Regions from separate parts of the Hordeum vulgare genome. Here region 2 is linked to region 1. A link is a contact called in public Hi-C data. All regions are on one chromosome and are shown on one strand. Each heading gives the region's core, a stretch centred on a gene start, on an enhancer-like site or on the middle of the called end of the contact. The rest is flanking DNA. Distances are from core to core; before and after follow the strand shown.

What was found. Hi-C and Micro-C count contacts between places; a contact is called where the count stands out from the background.
Region 2: a Hi-C map of leaf shows a contact between it and region 1, with 5 times the contacts expected there. The contact joins the promoter of LOC123407086 here to the promoter of LOC123408847 in region 1. A contact is called at or near these places in 4 of 6 Hi-C or Micro-C datasets (leaf and seedling) and 1 of 1 datasets of contacts at active chromatin or transcription factors (embryo).

Annotation. Positions count from the first base shown.
Region 1 is chr7H:163,561,834-163,568,685 of MorexV3_pseudomolecules_assembly, forward strand. LOC123408847 (F-box protein At-B) reads left to right here and starts at 2,472. Exons shown (of 4, transcript XM_045101887.1): 1 at 2,472-2,711; 2 at 2,794-2,999; 3 at 4,185-4,284; 4 at 4,593-6,168. The coding sequence starts at 2,493. The coding sequence ends at 5,933.
Region 2 is chr7H:164,162,970-164,169,581 of MorexV3_pseudomolecules_assembly, forward strand. LOC123407086 (peroxisome biogenesis protein 5) reads left to right here and starts at 3,679. Exons shown (of 14, transcript XM_045100127.1): 1 at 3,679-3,945; 2 at 4,690-4,815; 3 at 4,889-5,042; 4 at 5,129-5,322; 5 at 5,532-5,864. The coding sequence starts at 3,829.

The DNA of each region.
Region 1 (6,852 bases), core at 1,222-3,721:
CATCGATATCTCCATACTTAGTTCAATCTCGTTACCGGCAAGTCTCTTTACTCGTTCCGTAATACAAGATCCCGTGACTAAACTCATTAGTCACATTGCTTGCAAGCTCTTAATGATGTTGTATTACTGAGAGGGCCTAGAGATATCTCCCCGTCACACGGAGTGACAAGTCCCAATCTCTATCCATGCAAACCCAACATAACACCTTCGAGGATACATGTAGAGCATCTTTATGATCAGTCAATTATGAAGTGACGTTTGGGTACACACTAAGCATTCTTTTGGTGTCAGGAAGTTTCAAGATCTCATGGTCTAAGGAACATATACTTGACATGAAGAAAGCTCTAGCAATTAAACTTTAGAGACACGATAATATGCTAAGCTTACAGTTGGGTCTTTTCCATCACATTATTCTCATAATAATGTGATCCCGTTATCAAATGACAACTCACATATATGGTTACGAAACCTTAACCATCTTTGATCAACGAGCTAGTCTAGTAGAGGCTCACTAAGGACACTGTGTTGTTTATGTATCCACACATGTATTTAAGTTTCCGGATAATGAAATTCTAGCATGAACGATAAACACTTATCATGAACAAGGAAATATGATAATAAGGCTGGCCATAGTGGTGGTATCTAATAGCAAACACGCTGATGTGACAGAGAATTAAAGAAGAGAGAGAGTTAGAGTAACATAGGTAGATACTGTATCATGTTAAATGCTATGCTACTTTGAGTCATGCATGGTAATAAATAACACCATATATGATCCTACTCTATGATAGTATGCACAATGAAGGTAATATCATGCACTAGTATCATATGCATAATGCTAGTATATGATACTCCCCATTATGAATAGCTTAACTAATTTATTATTGTCTATAGGGCATATTTCCAACACTATAGTTAACTTTAAACATGTTCTGTTATATTCTACCATCGTCAACTTAAGAAAACTTAAAAAAATCAACTTAATATTAAAGGGTTCTACGGATAAAAAAGGAGACAGAGGGTTTCTAGTGATTTGAAATGAAACCTCTTAATAAAGATTTCCCAAATGGTCCTAACCATGCATCTATTGCGGGCCTGTTAATTTTTCAATAAACACTATACCACCCCCATACTACCACCCCTCCCAAGAACACAAACCAATCTAAACGACCGATGGATTTGGTCTAACGAAAAACAAACAGGAAGATAGAGGATGTAAAGAAGCCTAATAAAAAACGATAGCGGGAAGAGGGGTGCTTTTTGAAATGCTAAGGTTACACTTCAAACCAGGAACCCATAAAAAGATAGAAGAGGGGGGCAAAAGCTCACTTCATTGCCATTGTGGGGCATCTCTTCACTCCGCGAGAGCAAATAAGTCCTCAGTCGATTTTGTCCTACACGGGACAACACTAATGGAAGACAAAAGAAGAATGGGAAGAGGAGGAACGGAGAAAGGCGGGCGTAAAATAAAAATGATAAGAGAGATAGGAAACGAAGCACCCGTTTCTCTTCCGTTTCTACAAATGACACGCCAAAAAAATGAAAACGACTAGCAAACAACAAAGCGAAGGCCGAACAACAAATATGCCTAAAAAAAGCATGCTTGATTTGAATGGACTGACAACCGGACACGAACGGAAACCCGACCACGCGCGACAAAAAATCGAAGCAGAGTCAAGTTTATGTAAAGATCTACAACAATCAATCGGATGGACCATAGCTTAGATCGATGAGACATTGTCCGTTTTATTTTGCATGGACACACGCATGCACACACACATTTATTGGCATGCTAACAAAAACATGTGGATGTCCATAACATCATGCATTTTGCAACTCATTGAGCAGCCACCACACATGGAATGTTTTGAAAACTCAGATACTAGCGCTAACCTTTAGAGCAACTTCAATAGGACCACTCATTTCGTCTGCAGCCGTCCGTTTGGGTCCACGCCGACAAAAGTGAACATCCAACACGTGGATTCATTGTCAAAATGCGTCCGCTTCGCGTTCGTGACAATCCATTTCCGGTTTAAATTTGGAAGTGAAATGTGTCGGCGCGGACGCGAAGCGGATGCACGCGCGTCCTTTTGGTGTACGCATGTGGTTGTGTCTGCTTATTTAATTCGCTGACCGATCCCCACCCGTCTTTCTTCTATTATTTTAATATCACAGTATTGTTATTCACTTATTTTTCGTTGGATGCATGTATCGATCCATTTAAAAAAAAATACGACTAGATCGGCTAACAATCCAAACAAAAAAAAAAACAAAAACACTATCCGTTTGAGTTGAGCAGGTCCGGTTTATTGGTTTATTTCCTCATCTAGAACAGTACCGATTAATAAAAGTTTTAAACGAAGGACGGTGGCGTGTTCTCACTCCGGGCCCAGATGTCATACCCACGCGGAGGGCCCGCGAGACGTGGTGGTATATCCGGGGACGGTCTCCGCGCATCTGACTCTAGGTCTGAAAGCAACAGGGAAGGAGCTATGGAGAAGAAGCCTCGCGGCGCCGGCGACGGCCAGGGCGGTGGCGAGGCCTCCGGCAGCGTCGGAGGAGGCCTGGTCGACATCCTCCCCGAAGCGCTCCTGGTGGAGGTCGTTGGCCGGGTGGGGCTAGAGGCTGCCTGCTCCGCCGCAGCATCCTGCCGCGCCCTCCGAGGCGCCGCCGGTGCCGCCTTATCCTCCGTAGAATCCCTAGACCTCTCGGTGAGCTTCCTCCCTCTCTCACGCTCCCCGCCTCTCGCCAGATATGGTCTCCCTTCAACCTGGGGTTTGGTCGATGTTGCAGGCGTTTACGCCGACGAATACTATCGCGAATAGGATTCTTGCCGGTAATGGCAAGCTCCGCAACCTCACCGTCAATTGCAGCCTACTCAATGACTCTGCAGTCGCTGCTATTGCGAAGGAGAGCCTCCGCGAGCTCTCGCTGCTCAAGTGCTCCTCGTTCTCCCCGTACCTCTTTGTGGTGATTGGTGAGAGGTGCACCAATTTGAGGTATGGTTCTTCAGCAATTGCTTGTTTGCTTACATTACAGTTGGACTTGTGGTGGTAATAGCTGATACAGGGCTAAAGCCTAAAAGTCATGTTTGAGTCGAACACGAAGTAGGCAGGGCCTCAATTATATGGACAATGCTGTGTCTAACCGAGAGAGAGGTGGACTCAGCACGCAGAGAGCGGTCTGACTTGCCATTTCAGGGGGTCTGACCAGAGTCTCTCGTGCGTGTCGAGTTTGTCAGGATATCAAATAGTACCAGGGAAGAGTGCCCACTGAACAGAAGAGATCCCAGGGGATGTAGGTTTTGGTTGAACCTCGTCAACAATCGCCGGGTTCAACATGTCGTATATTGGGTTCAACATATTGGATGTCGGATATCGGGTTATATATCAGACGATATGTAGATATATCAGAGAAAATATATCTGGATTGTTTTCATTATTCTTGTTCAAAAACATCTTTTTAGTGAAAACAAAATTTACATTATTCTTGTTTTCATTATTCTTGTCGTCTAGCATAATAAATTTAGATTCCTAGTTTATTAACTTGTTAATTAAAAAACTATTTAAGACAGATTCACAAAGTTTTCACTCTAAGATTAAAGACAATACGTTATGTATGTGTTTCTACAAAACATTATACATGACTTTCATAATACAATGAAGTTATCAGTATATAATATTTTTCCACTGCTTTTCGCTAAACAATTGTATTCATCGACATACCAGTCTATATCAGTGGACATATCGCTCATATTGGTCAATATTTCAGTCCAAATCGGATGATATGTGCGAAAATGATATTTACAAAATGAAATATTATGTTTATATTGGTAGAGTCCCAAAACTGATATCTCAGCCTACATATATCTATGCTTCTTGACCTGGTACTGTGACTAGTGGAGCCAAGCGGCCATGGTATTAGTTGTGGAAGTTATTATTGGCACTAAGCCATGGAAGCTAATTTCATAACAGTATATTTCTTGAGAAATTGGATTAGGCGCTGTGAACTGTTGCCTAATATTATTGCATTGTAAGGTTTATTGTTGCCCAGGTGGGATGGGCATTAGGGAAATTTGATTTGTACCTGGCATAGTGATTGGTTAAGTTTCCGTTCTCTAAAAAATGTTTTGTTTTCATCTTGGACCAAATCCTGAGAAGTCTGAGCATATTGTATTTATTCAGATCAATTACACTGGAGATGGCAAACTTGAGCGGCAGTGAACATTTTGTGATCTGCCGTAAGTCCATAGCACACATGTTCAAAGGATGTGATTATTTGGAGGTGAGGTGTCTTTGTCACATATGAACATGATACCCTTCTGAACTTAGAAAGATGGAAATTGCATCTTTGAATAGTTTTTAGATTAGCATCTTTTGAGTACAGTTTAAGTAAAAAAAGAAAAGCAGTCTTTGAGTACTAAAGCATATATATATATATATATATATATATATATATATATATATATATATATATATATATATAAGGTTAAGTAATATTAGCCGTGAATTTTGAGTAATTACTGTTGGAATAAGTTAATTTGGTTGCTGTGTGTATATACCTAATCTGTCTTTCCAAATTTATGCATGCAGAATCTTTCCCTGAAATTCCCTCTGCTAGCTCCAGGCTCTGTTGATTTCGATTCTTTGGTGCCTGTTATGCCTAGTACCATCAAGGTACTATTGCTAATGCCTATAGCCAATTGGCAGGCAAAGAAACTCTTTCCTATAAGCTCATCTCTGAAGACACCCTTCAGTGACAGTCTAGAATCACTGTCTTTAGTTCTGGACATAATAACGGATGAACTTGTTACCTTCATCACTGGAAGTCTCTCAAACTTACTTGAGCTCTGCCTAGAAGACAACCCTGGAAGTGAAGCAGATCTGGACAATGATCTGACCAATATTGGGCTGCAAGCACTTGGTTTATGCCAGAACTTGACACATTTATCTCTTACACGCGGTAAGCAGGGTTGCTCCTCCACCTTCAGAAGGGTAAACGACTTTGGGCTGCTGATGCTTGCGGAAGGATGCAAGCAACTCCAAACCATTAGGCTTGGTGGGTTCTCTAAAGTGAGAGATGCTGGATATGCAGCCCTTCTCCACTCTTGCAAGGACCTGAGGAAATTTGAGGTCAGTACCGCCTCATGTTTGTCAGATTTGACGTGCCTTGATCTTGATGAGGCAGCAACAAAGATCACAGAAGTGAGGTTGCTATCTTGCGGTCTCTTGACCAGCGAAACAGCAATATCTCTGTCATCCTGCACCAACTTGGAGGTTCTTGATCTGTCAGGTTGCAGGAGCATTGCAGACTCTGGCCTGTCCTCCATCTCGCAGCTTTCCAAGCTAACTCTACTGGACCTTGCGGGAGCTGATATTACCGATGCAGGTCTGTCAGCACTCGGTAACGGGAGCTGCCCAATATCTTCCTTATGCTTGAGGAGTTGCAGAAGGATCACCAACAACGGCATAGCCTCATTGCTGTTGGGGAGTGGCACCATCAACAAAACTCTGGCCGCGTTTGATGTTGGGAACGTGCCAAGGATATCGGGCAGAGCTGTCACGTTGATTGCCAAGAACTGCGAGCGGATAAGCAGCCTGTGTCTCCGAAACTGCGTGCTCATCACCGATCCATGCCTCGAGACTCTAGGTTTGGACCGGCATGGCTCTGGCAAAAGCACCCTTAGAATGCTGGATCTCTCCTACTGCACCAGGCTGTCACGCAACTTCCTGAGGCTGTTTGATCCCCTGGTCGACCTGCCGCTGTTCCGAGGCCTGCGGTGGCTCGGCGTCGGGAAGAACGTGCTGGAACGTCGTGGGGGCAGTCCGACTGTAGCGGAGATCCTGGAGCGGAAGCCAGGGCTGACGATATGTGGCAGTAACTGTGAGATGGGTTGCAGGAACCAGTGCCATCCTGACGTTCGCACCCTGTAATATGCATTCTTCGTGACATTGCGGTTGGTGTTGTAATGCTCTGTTCCATTATGTAACAACACAATTCTTTGGTTGGTGTTGTAATGCTCTGTTCCATTATGTAACAACACAATTCTTTGGACCGTTTGTTTTCCTCATGTTGTAATTCTTGACTTTGGTTTTCTCATGTTGTATTGTAATGAACGGGTGGATTTGTACTAGGAGTTTAGATATGCAGCTTTCAAATTCTATTTTATACTTCCTTTGCCCCAAATCTATTGTGGCATAAATGGGTAGAAATGGATGTACGCGTAACTAAAATACATCATTTATTTCTGTGACAAATAATTTCAGACGGAGGGAGTATTAGCTAAATACCCATGCGTTGCAACGAGGATAACTTTATTCTAGCAAGTTGTGTTGGAAAATTTTGATTGGATTGAGATTGAAATATGATGTGTGAAGGGAAATTTTGATGGGAATCGATTTGGGTCAACATTATCATGCGAGCATCCGTTGTCACTTCTGCTCGACATTTGCTTGACACGTGATCAGGGACTAAACTCGCCACTTTTGCTTCACATTTGCTTAACACGTGGTCAGGGATTAAACAGTTTATATCCCTTCCTTATCTCTCCAGCGAAGCATATGATCCACACGTTTTCTTCTTTTCCAGGCTCATGCATTTGTTTCAGAAACATAACATTTGTTTGCAATAGCGAACGATGGCGGTACTGCTATGACATGCATTGGCAATGGCGGACGATGTTTTTGGAGCATCATCTCCATTGTAAAAAAATACACAACATGATCTATGTTGCAAAAGTTTTCTGTAACTTGACTTTGTTGCAAAAGTTTCTTTCGTAACAGTACCTATGTTGTAAAAAGACAGATTTTTCCCACTTTTGATTGACACGTGATCAGGGACTAAACAGTTTAT
Region 2 (6,612 bases), core at 2,429-4,928, 600 kb after region 1:
TAAATTTGAAATATTTTTTGGATTTTCTAGAATGGATTTTTTTTGGAGATGAAAATTATCTGGTTGGAAAATTGCATGGTGCTTTTGTGTTCTTATATTTAGTTTGCAGATCCATCAATTATTAGAAAAATGAAATTATATATGATGCTACGCACGAGTAAAAGCAGCAGACTACTGGCGTAATAGTCCTGACATTGGAGAGTCGAGATCTAGGTCAAAATTACATCGTTATATTTTTCTACGTTGAGTGCTACCACACGCGAACATAGAGCTGCAGTGCATCACTTCAGTTAAAGAGGCGAGATGTGCAGTACAACACATCAGCTAGACAGGTGAGTTGAAACGTCATAAGTACCGAATTAACATATTATTTTACACAATTGATATCAGCAATAGATCTAGCACCAGAATAGGTGGATCTATAATCACTCTTGTAAAATATGTGTTCACTTTTATCAAATATATAAACTCATTATGCAATGTTGATAGTAAAAACCAATAAAAACCAATGATAAATTCAATGCACATTTAGGGCCATCCTCATCCAAAGCTTATTGTTAAAGAGTACATATGTACTCCCTCTGTCCCATAATACAAGAACGTTTAAAAAAAACATTCTTAAATTATGAGATGGAGGAAGTAGATTTTATGAAAGCTAAATACCCATGTCATTTACAACCAACGTATATCTAACTGGCCCTATTGGTTTACATCCAATGAATTATGAGGCGAGCTTTCCTTAGCTTCATATCTGAAACCATCATCACGGGTTGCCATCCAACAAAGAAGCTCCTTTTTCATAATAGCACATGTCCTGTTGAGAGAAAATGAAAGTTAGCATGAAGTAAATAAACATTGAAAAAATAATAAAGTTTCCAGAGTAGCTTACATAATCAATTTACACAAAAATATGGAGATTTTATATAGTAGTTTTAATTTTGGTTTTCTTGATACAACTCAGGAATTCTAGTACACTGGCAGGTATGTTGTCTTCAAATTCATTGTCGGTGAATGTTAGCAGTTGTCCTAAAATTATTTTTCGGAGTTCGCATTCATCATGTACATCCATATTTTTGCAAAAAAAATAAGATTTACATCAAATTTGCAAAATATAATATGCTGGTATTGTATGACAAGACACACTGGCCGGTAACATTCTTTTCTTGGATAATAATCGGCATCAATTCCTTTGGATATATAGAACCATATAATATATTGAAAAGATCACCATTTTTTGTTCACATATATTGCTGCCAGATATTCTCGATGGAACATTAGAAGTTTACCATGCCGCCATAATGGTTACTATTTGTTTGCATCAATTCAAGCTGCTACTTGCTGCAGATAGTTTGATAAAGGAAACAAGATGGCAAACGTACAAATCGAATAGATGTTTTCTTGAGCCTATGGCAATAGACCAATTGTGTTAAATACTTTCTCAAATTAATTTAAATTTCTCGTCAAATTAATTGTGTTAATACTTTCTCTAATTATAGGATGCATAAGCTACTGAGTGGGCCCATAGTGGAGTGATCTGGATGTTTCTTCCAATATTATTTTATCGGCAAGAGCAGATCACGACTTTAATTACTTGCTAGCAGCTAGCTGCACAAACTAAAGATTCGGGCATACAGATCGAAGAGGGACTTGTTTACCCAGTCGGCAAGATCATATCAAGATTTCAAGTAATTGCTAGCATTAAGTTAAGTTGGGGTCTACTGCAGCTAGTTGCAAAAACACACAAAGATTCAGACAAATACAGAGTGTACCGGTGCTTGCTTCAGCCTATGCCAACACACATTTTTTCTAATCAAAGTGTTGCTTACTTGCTTGCATCAATCCAAACTTCTACTTGCTACAACTACTTTCGCAAACAAAATAAGATAGCAAAATAATATAAAGTTTACATCCTATAATCACATCTGAACTGTGGTTCTAAATGAGGAAGAAGTGGAGCAGCTGTTTCTGTCACGTGTAGAGTTCTAAATTCATAGAGATGTGAAGAGTTTGTGATCACAAAAAGTGATCCGGAATTGCCCATGAACTGCTCTGCTATGATATTCGGAGCCAAATTGATGTGAAAAGGGATTATTCAAAAAAGTGGCAACAGAACGAATGCCAAATCAAGTGAGTGCATAGCACCACCTGGGCATCGACTCTTCTCTTCTTTATGCTATAAATCAAAATGGTCGTTCATGTTGTGTTTGCTATTAAGATGCACATACCTCGTGATGTGTTTGCTATTAAGATGCACACACCACTAGGAATTTCAGACGAAGCATATAATTCCGAGATACAACCCAATAAGGTACGTTTATTCTTGAATAATGAAATCCACATACGAGAACTGATATCATAAGTAAATGAGCACACAGTACATAAACATACTGTGTTGAGGACCTCCATCCTCCATCCCGCGAGCGCCTTCGCGGCCGCGTGCGGCTCTGCCCTCTTCGTCTCCACGCGCACGTGTAGCCTCCCCAAGCTGGCTCCGTCGCTCCGTCCGCCCCCGCGCTCCACTCCGCCCGCGGCCAGTGCTCGCGACGTTGTGCTGCCGCCCCCGAGCCCTGGTGAGGCGGCCTTCATCCTCCATCCCTGAGCGCCTCTGCGGCCACGCGCGGCTCCGCCCGCTGCGTCTTCACGCGCCCACGTTGCCTTCCCGCGTCGGATCCGTCGCCCCGGCCGCCCCCGCGCGCCACTCCACCCGCCCCCGTGCGCCACTCCGTCCGCGGTCGGTGCTAGCGCGCCCCGTGCCGTCCCGGTCGTCCGCGTCGCCACGCGTCGGCCCGGCCGTTCGCATCGCCACGACTGGCCCTCTCCGCCTCCGCGCGCTCGCGTACCCACACTCTGCTCGCCCCCTCGGCCTCTTCTCACCGACGACAAGGCTCCTCCGAGGCTCCTCGAGCTCCCCCGCCTCCAAGCTCCATTGTCTTCTCGCCCGTCAGTGAAGGACAGGAATGGATAAGCCATGGTGCCCGATGGTGACTGCGAGGGGGTTTACGTAAAAACGAAACGTTTTTTAACTTACAAAAGGACCACGGGTTGAATACTCGGAAATAGAAAGTCTTTTTTGTAAAACTGCCACGACTTACGACAGAAGCCATCGCTGCTTTATTATTAGGGAGAGATTAGGTGCTAGCCTTTGATTTCAACAACAAATACCAAGCACATCCAAACAACAAAATTTGAATTGAAGGCCATTTCGTTTCCATCTTAGATTTGGTATTCCAGTCCAATTCAATTCTGAGCCAGTTTGTCTACATCCAAACAGGGGGTAAGCATTTTCGCTCACGAATTTTGCAAGAGCAAAACCGGGGGAATTCCAACGTTTTCGCACTGCAATGCCAAAATAAAATAGGAAGATCCTTTGGACTAGAAAAGGAAGACTTCAAGTCTTCAACCAACTTGATATTTGTTTTTTCAAGAGAAAAGAAAAGCTTTCCTATTTTCACACTGGAACGTGAAAGAAAAATAGAAGAACCTTTGAACTAGTAGAATAGGAAAGACTTCAAGCCTTCGGCCAACCTTTAATTTGATTTTTTTTATAAAGGAAAAAAACCGGTTCCCTGTTTTTCTCGTGTGTGAACGAAAAATAAAGTTCCCAACCACCCATACGTACTCTACAGAGAAAAAATAATCTCTCACGTGTCCTGGCCTTATCGGGTCCACAACAGCTTACTCCTCCCCAGGCCCGCCAAGCCACCGCGCCGCAGCACGACTCCTCCCCCCCTCTCCCTCCTCATCTCCTCGGGCTGAACGCCTCTCGCCGCCGGCGATCGGAGCAGCGTCAGCGCCTCCTTCCGGCGCCAGCGGGGGCCTTCCGCGGACATGGGGACGCGCCACCTCATCACCGGCCAGAACAACTGCGCCCCGGACGGGGGCTCCTCCTCCAACCCATTCGGCACCCTCGCCAACACCCTTCTCGGCCAGTCCAGCAAAGCGGAGGTAAACCCTAAGCCCGTCGCCCCGTCGGTCAAGACTATCGACCTTAAGGACTTATTACTCCCTGCATCTGCGCTGGCCTGGATCAATTGGCGCCCTTTAGGTTTCTTGTGCTCATATGCTGCTTCTGTTGCCCGAAGCCAGTGCTGTATCCCGTGCGGTCTAGATGCGCTGAAAAATACGTCTGATTCGTGGGCTGTGCTGTCGCATGTCTCTGATTGCTTGGTGTATTGGTTTAGAGTTTAGACTGTGACCCGACGTGCCAGAGCTATCACTGGTTCAATGTTCCGTATCTGTTCCCTTTTACCTTACTCTGAAACCATGCTCCTAATGTGCTGGGCGAGATACTTGAGTCAGTGCTTTGTAAATTATAAGCTACCAAGTTCACTATAATATCGTCAGGCTTCTCTATTCCTATGCTGTTATCTTGTTAAAAAATATAGTAAAGGGTTAAAAGAGTTCATGGTGCTAGGATTCTAACCTTTAGCACACTCATTTCACCAGTTTAAGTCAAAGTACTCTGTGAATTAGCTTATCTGAGAATCTCTGATTGACCTTATTCTGAACATACCAGTACGAGGTATATGTGAAGACATATTTTTTTTTGTCTCCTACCAGTTTCCATGTTCCTATATAAGAATTTGTGTGGATTAAATTGGAAATATGGGATGTTTAACATCGAAATGCATTGAAAAATTGTACCTGAAGTCCAAGAAAATATTGGTTATAACATTTTCTTTTGTGCAGTCACTAAAGGGACTTCCTGGAGCCTCCGTTAATGTTCCAACTACGTCTGATTATAGCACAGCTCCATTGTCTACTCTCCCTGGCTCTGAGAATGAGTTCAAGCAAGATCAACGACCATTTGCACGGGTAATGGCGATTCTCCAAAACTGTCCTTTTGTGTCCCATTCGGCCACTCCTAACTGTTGTCGAACACTTGCAGGGTGCCGACTTCATTCGTGGGGGTCCTGCTAATGACTGGGTTGAATCTTTTCGTCCTCCGGGGCATTCTGCATTTGGGGGGCCAGAAGCAAACTTTGCAGAGTTTGAGCAAATTTATAACAATGCAGGCCCTACCTTGGGACCGGCCTTGGATGGTAGATTTCTGTGTCTTAGCATTTCTGTCTACTGTGAATGGTTGTCTATTAACCACACATGCAATGACACCTAACTTTTGTTCCAGGTCCACCACAAAGGGTCTTATCTGGTGTTCTGCATTCTTTTCTTTCAAGTGGCCGAGCTGGTGTGCCATTTCAACCTGTCCCAGTACCAGCTCTTGGTTTGTCCGAAGGCGACAAGCAATGTATACGTGATCGCAGCTGCATAATGGCGCGCCATATTTTGGCCGATCAACCTGAAGAATATATACAAGCACAGGTTAACTTTTCTTACATTTGTGTTTGGAATTGCCATGGACCATACGAATTTTCTCACAACACTTGTTTCTGTCCTTCCTCCATTAGCTCAGCTCAGTAGTTTCCTGTTGACTTGCTTGACTTTCCAAGTTCCATGTGCTGCCTATGTTTCGTTGATGAATGTTTATTAGAAGAACATTCATGAATGTAACACTTTTATCCGTATATCAGGTAAATACATTGCTGCATTCTCTTGATATTGACAATAATCATCGGATGAAAAATCCCCTGCATGGGCCGTACCCAGAGATGGAGGAGTACTGGAATCAATCCCAAAGTGCTTTGAGATCAGGCCCAATGCACAATGCTGCAAATAATTGGATTACTGAGTTCGGCAATCAAAATAATAACCCTGAGGGTTGGATCACTGAGTTTGGCAAGCAAAATAATAACCCTGAGGGTTGGATCACTGAGTTTGGCAAGCAAAATAATAACCCTGCGGGTTGGGCGCACTCTTTTGAGCAGCAATATGGTCCCAATGGATGGGCCTCTGAGTTTGAACAGGTCAGAGCCTTGTAAAAGCCTGTTTGACATTTTCACAACCATCAATTGTGAAGCATGTTTTTTCATTGTTTATTTATACTAATCATATGAGCAGACAACACATCCTAGAACCAAGTTCAGCCATGCTGAAGATACTTTTTAGCTTCTAGGCCAGTATAACTATGTTGCAATTGATACCCTTTTATCTGGATAATCTGATTGCCCAATAAATGATGATATCTGGCTATCTATGTATCCAAATGCAATTCTGGATTTCATTTGTATCTGCACCATGCGCTGCAGTATTCTTGAGTGTGTTCTGTTTGTACTGGAATTTTCTCGTAAACATTAGAAAATTATGTTTTCCATTTTCGTGAGTAAATAGCCAATATCCAGCAGGAAACACAATCCAATAAAAAAGTTTGTTTGAGAAGGATATGTGGGTTTGGTATGCCATTACCCAGTTGTAATCTGATAGTTTCCCTACCCTACCCATTGAGCGAGATATTATGATATCTATGAGTAATTGTATGCTGTATTTAGAAATAAAGTTTAAGATATTTTTTATATATGTATGTTTTTTTTAGACAGTCTTATGTAAACATAGAATTCTTACTTCTACTAAATGTAGTTATTCTAGAACATGAGGTGACAAAGGATCACATTCTTTCAACATATCTCTTAAATATTAACTAGTTTTAGTTGGCTTCTAAAGTGAAAAAAAAAAACAAATCCTTGTAATTCGTATGGAAATCTGCATACCCATCAT